Linked DNA regions of Sus scrofa: region 2 is linked to region 1. A link is a contact called in public Hi-C data. All regions are on one chromosome and are shown on one strand. The core of a region is the stretch at or near the end of the contact, and the rest is flanking DNA. Distances in the headings are between cores, read along the strand shown. Region 1 overlaps CXHXorf21. Region 2 has its middle 17 kb from the start of GK.

The links. A called contact is a pair of places that touch in the nucleus more often than the background predicts.
Region 2: a Hi-C map of alveolar macrophages shows a contact between it and region 1, with 2.2 times the contacts expected there. The contact joins two enhancer-like sites. A contact is called at or near these places in 1 of 5 promoter capture datasets (liver), 3 of 47 Hi-C or Micro-C datasets (alveolar macrophages, embryonic fibroblasts and skeletal muscle) and 1 of 2 datasets of contacts at active chromatin or transcription factors (alveolar macrophages).

The regions. Positions count from the first base shown.
Region 1 is chrX:26,366,249-26,369,409 of Sscrofa11.1, reverse strand. It overlaps CXHXorf21, which reads left to right. Exons shown (of 2, transcript XM_001925715.4): 2 at 1-3,161. Among named protein-coding and RNA genes, the nearest start is that of CXHXorf21, 17 kb to the left of the region's middle. Within about 2 kb of position 1,704, at least 1 of the 83 cell types and tissues checked has an H3K27ac peak or open chromatin away from gene starts, as enhancers often do. A contact at or near this core is called in alveolar macrophages, where this site is marked.
Region 2 is chrX:26,452,272-26,455,432 of Sscrofa11.1, reverse strand. No RefSeq gene overlaps it. Among named protein-coding and RNA genes, the nearest start is that of GK, 17 kb to the left of the region's middle. Within about 2 kb of position 1,417, at least 2 of the 83 cell types and tissues checked have an H3K27ac peak or open chromatin away from gene starts, as enhancers often do. A contact at or near this core is called in alveolar macrophages, where this site is marked.

The DNA.
Region 1 (3,161 bases), core at 455-2,954:
TCAACTCCTCAAATCTTAGGCAACAATCATTCACTGACTCTGAGAATGTGCAGGAGGGTTGCTAAGGGGAGTCATGAACTGGAGAAACAAAGGTCTGCTGGAGGTCAGGTGTGGATTAGGAGGGAATCTGCTAATAATAACAACACATGAAGGAATGTAATGACTTCAAAGCGACGGTTGGATAGCAACAAAGCAAAAATAAAAACGATCAGAAAATAAAACATATGATTCCCTTAAGGGAACAAAGAAATTGAAAAAGACACACCAAAGAAGAACACGCACCATGGCAAAACTAGAAGCCAAAGGTTTCAGGGTAAGGAGTTAAGACTACGTTTGCCACTCAAGTAAATTCCTCCAAGTTGTTTCTCCTTGAGGGAAATGGACTGTGAAGGCTGCTATATTTGGGTAGAAAGACAGGTTCAAACAGGTCTCAAAATATGTTTCTATCTCTTTTCTCTATCCTGTAACAGATGACTTAAAAATACATTCATAAATATTAAAATAGTAGCTAATTGCAATTGTGTTTTTATTTTTTATGATTACTTAGCTACAAAAAGCCACTCAACTCTAATTCTGTTTATCAGGTGAGATGAAGTTTTCTAAATGGAAAATACCACATGATGAATATTCAACTATTGTTTTATTTTGCTGTGTTTTGTTTTCTGGTTAGTACTAAGCTTCTAAAGAAATTATGGATTTTATTTCTCCCATTTTAATATATTCTTTTCTTTTTGGCCACACATGTGGCATGCAGAAGTTGCCAGGACAGGGATTGAACCTGCGCCACGGCAGTGGCAATCCCAGATCCTTAACCCACTAGGCCACCTGGGAACTCCTTATTTTTCCCGTTTTTTTTTCTCTTCCTCTTCTACATGCCCTCTTGACCCTTCTGGAGCCAGGAAGGGGTCTTTTTGGTTTCTCTTATAAGCTCTAGGGTCTCATGATGTCAAATTCTGTAAATTCATGAACTAGGATGGTAGCTTTATGAGAGCCTGACTGCTCTACTCTATTCCTCTAGCTCAGGGCTTGGCAAACCATGGCTCATTGGCCACATCTAGCCTGCCACCTGTTTCTTTTATTGAGATATAATTGACATATAACATGTTAATTTCATGTGTACGCTGTGATTTCCTATTTGCTTATTATTAAATGATTACCACACTAAGTTGGGTTATATCCCTTTTGAACTCCCATAAGCTAAGAATTTTTTCAACCACTTTAAAATGGAAAAAGTAAGAGCTCCCACTGTGGTGCATGGTTTAAGAAACCGACTGCAGCAGCTTGGGGCCCGAGTTTGATCCCTAGCGTGGGGCTGTGGTTAAAGGATCTGGTGTTGTCACAGTTGCGGCATAGGTCACAACTGTGGCTCAAATTCAATCCCTGGCCAGTAACTTCCATATGCTGAGGGTGTGGCCACTGAAAAAATAATAAAATGGCAAAAATAAAAAAAGAGTATTTTGTAACATGAAAATTGTTATTCAAATTCAGTGTGCATAATATAAGGCTTTAATGGAGCACAGCCACACCCATGTGTGTATTCTTTATGGATGTTTTCACAAAGAGCAGAGTTCATTAAATGTGACAGAATATGTGGCCACTGAAGCCAGAAACACCATCTCTCCTTCCACAAAAGAATGTGCCAACCCTGTTCCACAGCACTGCCCTGCCCTGCCCATACAACAGTTGTTTGTCTTAGTTTTGCTTCCTTGAGGAAGCTGACTCTGAGATGGAGACTGGCCAGCAAGTTTACTGGGGAGTGTTGGGTATAACCTCTATAAGGGAGTCAAGAAAAGAGAATTGGTTTCCACCCAGGCCTCGGGAATCTCAGGGAGCTCTGGGATTGGGATGGCCCTTCAAAATGGATTCAAATTGAAATGGGAGGCTTGGCTTTGGTTCTCTTGCTTGACCACCAGGGGGCGTAACCTGAGGTGAGGCAGTTCAGGGAGCCTTCAGCAGCCAAACTCCTAACAGCTGTTGGGGTAATGAGTTCCTCACCCAGGAGGAGGAATGTGGGAAGGGGACAAACAGCATCCTCTCCATCTCTATTTGTAGAATGATTCTCCCCGCCAACATGTAGAAAACATGGAGAGAACCCGGTTTTGAAATATTTATTAAGAAATGTCATTTCACTGTTTTAAAACATATCATAATAGCCACTAGGTACTAATTGCTTGCCATGGTACCTGGCACAATGTTAGGCATTTTGTATGAATTTTATATAATTCTTAGTATAACCTCAACAAAGGGTGCCTATGATTCCCACCCCTCCTCCCCTTTTTTCCCTTAAGGCTGATGAGCCACTTGGGCTCAGGGAAGTTAGGTAATTTGCCCAAGGGCACCCAGTGAGTGGTGGAACTAGATTTTAATTCAGTTCCATTTTACTGGAAAAGTCCTGGTTCTTAACCACTACCACCTGCTCTCCTGTTGACCACCTTATTTGTCTCGTTAAAGACTGGTTTTCTACTCCAAGGGAAAATAACTCTACCATTATGTTACTTCTTTTCTTTATAGTGTTCTGTTTGCTGGTATTTATTTGCTTATCTTCCCCCCTCTGAAATTGAAGCTTTGACTTATTCATGTTTTTCTCCATGTCCTAAGCAGTATTTGCACCTAGTAGGCAACCAATTAATACATGTCAAAGGGCTAAACAAGTTTTGGCAACATTGGCTACTGCATCTGATGGTTGAAACTAAAAACCCATCAGAATGAAAAATAGATACTTCTGACTAGAAAACAACTGCTACTGAGAGTTCCTCTTCAAGAAGAAAATGGAATAGATGAGATTAATTTCTTATAGCAGGTTAGTCAATTGTATAAAATGTATTATAATACTATCACAGATGTTTTCGCCTTTGATTACCTGAGAAATGATTTGTTAGAAGTCAGTCGTTTCTTGTTTTTTTGTTTTTTTTTCAGTGAGCATTTATTTGATGCTGCTTTTTTGGAGCACTGTGTGTTAAACGCATGCAAAGGCAACACCTATGTATGTGTGCCACACACAGAGGAGTAGGCCCTTATCTCTGAAAGCTTATCATGTTGTTAGACCTGGCAAATAACTCAAGAACAAGTAACAAAGCCACTTGGCAAAGAACTTGGCTAAGTGTCACCAAAGGGGATACAGTTATCAATGGTTGCAACACAAGTATGGTTAAGTGCTGAAA
Region 2 (3,161 bases), core at 168-2,667, 86 kb before region 1:
CAGATATCATTTATCCATACAAGGTACATGGCCAAGCCCAAAGTCAAGGGGTAGGGAAATCCATTCCACCCATGAGGAGACCATGACAAGTGTCTGCTTGCAGATAGAGCTGAAAAATTGGGGTTAGTAATGCAACCTTATCCACTTTCCCATCTTTATGTCCTTGATCTGTGTATCTTTGGAACAGCAGAGATGGTAGTGGTGGTGGCTAAAGGTGAAGATCAGGAAGAGATGGGTCTGGGGCTAGAGGAACTAACTTGTCTAGAAGGATGGCTTCTAAGATTATCAGCAGCCAAAAGGACATAGGGATATGGTACATATGGGCTTGCTCTGGATCAATACTATTATTCTAGGAAATTCAATATGGTACCATAGGTGCAATCTCTGGGCCATGACATGGCACTACAGGTGAGGGCCAGCCAGGTTGTTCAGGGCAGAGCTAATGGGAAAATGGCCGTGCACATCAGGAAAGCAACAAAGATATATAGAGAAATATGTGTGACCAACATAGAACCATCAGAGTCAAGCTGGCAGCATAACAGCAAGCACTGGCCCAAAGCTAATAGCACAAGACTATTCAGGCCCCAGAAAGTCTGCTTTGGTCAGGCTTGGCTAGGGCCTGAGATGAAAGGTTATTATTGAAGGTCCTCAAGGCCTGGCAAGGAAAAAAAAAAAAAACCCAACGTGGACTAATTCTGATAACTCGCAACGCTTTTTCTCTCTTGTGCATCCACTGTATCCAGCCCCCAACTTGCAGCCATAGATTATCATGATCTACTTTGTCTGGTTCTTAATGTGTCATGTGTGGATCATGTGAAAAATTATATTAAAATTAAAAAAAAATTCAGGGAGTTCCTGTCATGGCTCAGCAGTTAACAAACTTGACTAGCATATATAAAGATGTGGGTTCAATCCCTGGCCTGGCTTAGTAGGTTGGGGATCTGGTGCTGCCATGAGCTGTGGTGTAGGTCTCAGACACAGCTTGGATCCCTTGTTGCTATGGCTGTGGTGTAGGCCAGCGGTTTCAGCTCCAATTGGAACCCTAGCCTGGGAACCTCTATCTGCCACAGGTGCAGCCCTAAAAAGACAAAATAAAAAAATTCAGAGCAGGCTCATACCCATAAATTTGGTTTTTTAAGGAGTAGATATCAGGGTAATGAAGTCAGAAGACCCAGTTAGTGTAAAATGATGGTAGGAAGAAGAGGCAATTAAAGTAAATCATTAGTAGGGGTTTACGCTGATAGCCCCAGAAGAGGCTCCCAATACAAGCGAGGTACTAATGGTGGAAAAGAGGCTGTGCTCTGACTGTCAGCATTAGGAGAAATGGGGGAGGAGCTTGTTCCGAGCACTTAGGGGAAGAAATGGACATTGGCCAAGGAGCAGTGGAAACTCTTTAAAACTTCCTCATCTCTGAATTCAGAGGAAGCTCCTATTTATTTCTGCAGCCTCATCCCCCATAACTTCCCCATGTGTACTCTAACTACTGCCAAGGAGCCACTTTCTGTTCCCCAAAGATATCCTGCTCCTTCCCTATTCTGTGCCATTGACTGTGCTCTTCTTGCCATCTAGGATGATGTCTTTCCAATTTTTTCTTATTGAATTATTCCCATCCTTCAAGGCCTCTCTCCAATTCCATTTCTTCTATGAAATGGATTCCTCAAGAATATATGACACATTCTTACTTTAACTCCCAGAAAACAGATCACAGTCAGCCTTGTATAATGATTTTTCCTGTGCTTATTTTATCCATTCTTTTCCTCCGCTTCTCTTTGTGTTAGTTATCTATTGGACGTTCTATGTTTTACCTGGACCTATAAAGACTCTTGTTCTCAAAGTCTCTGCCCTCAAAAGACTAGTTAGTCTAGAGGGCTATGTACACAGATAAATGGGAATTGAAGCATGTGGTAAAGACTAAATAAAAGTAAGCATAAATATTATGGACCCTCTAAGAAGGGAACTCTAACCAGCCTTCTAGAGTCAGAATCCTGAAGGTAAAGGGCAGAAATCATTCAAGCAGAGTTAGCAGCATGTGCAAAGACCCTGGGATTACTCTCAAATTGCTGTAAGGATCAATACATTAAATATTTATCTTTAGATCTTGGTAAATTAATAACCAAAATGTACTAATTACAGAAAAATGTACCTATTGTGTCATATCTTCTGGTAACCTTCAATAAGCTATTATCCACTGCAATTTATAAATGAGGAAACCAGGCTCACGCTTTAAATGATAAACCCAAAATCGACAGAATTCAAAGTGGCAGAGTAAGGGTGACAACATGGATATTCTGATGCCAAATCCATGCTCTTTCCTCTATATTCTGCCTCTCAGATCTGGCTCCTCCTGATTGGAGGGAACTGGGCAAAAGGTCAAAGAGACGCTGCAGAAGAAAAGTCAGGAGCTGAAGGATAAATGACATAGTTTTTGCCCAAGACTAACTCTACTTAATAAAGTATACAAAATGCAATATCTAGTTGGCAAACCAGAGGGTCTTAATTCCTTCCTACGTTCTCCTCTACTTTCGATGGTTGATACTGCCTTGCATCGAGACAGTAAAAAGGGTGGAGGTGAAGAATGACCTCTAACCTACTTAAAGAACGGATGTGGATGCAGTAATGGAAGCCAACAAGAATGTCATAACATTCAAGTGTAAAGAAGTATTTTAGAATTGCACAAATCATCTGACTGAAATTCTAACCTCAGTACAAGTGACATCCCAATGGTGATCTTTTTTTTTTTTTTTTTTTTTTTTTTTTGCTTTTTACAGCCATACCCGCAGCATATGGAAGTTCTCAGGCTAGGGGTCAAATCATAGCTACAGCTGCCAGCCTACACCACAGCCACAGCAACTTGGGATCCAAGCCCTGTCTTCTGCAAACTACACCACAGCTCCTGGCAACGCCAGGTCCCTGATCTACTGAGCGAGGTCAGGGATGGAACCTGTATCCTCATGGATACTAGTCAGATTCGTTTCTGCTGTGCCACAATGGCAACTTCCAATGGTGCACTTTTTAAAAGAATAATAGGATATTACTATATTCTAACTCAAAACAAAGATTTACTTCATTTCCTCTTAAAAATATACATGTGCAGGTAGTTCTCTTGGGGCACAGTGGATTAAGGATCCAGTGTTGTCACTGCAGCAGCTTGGGTCACCACT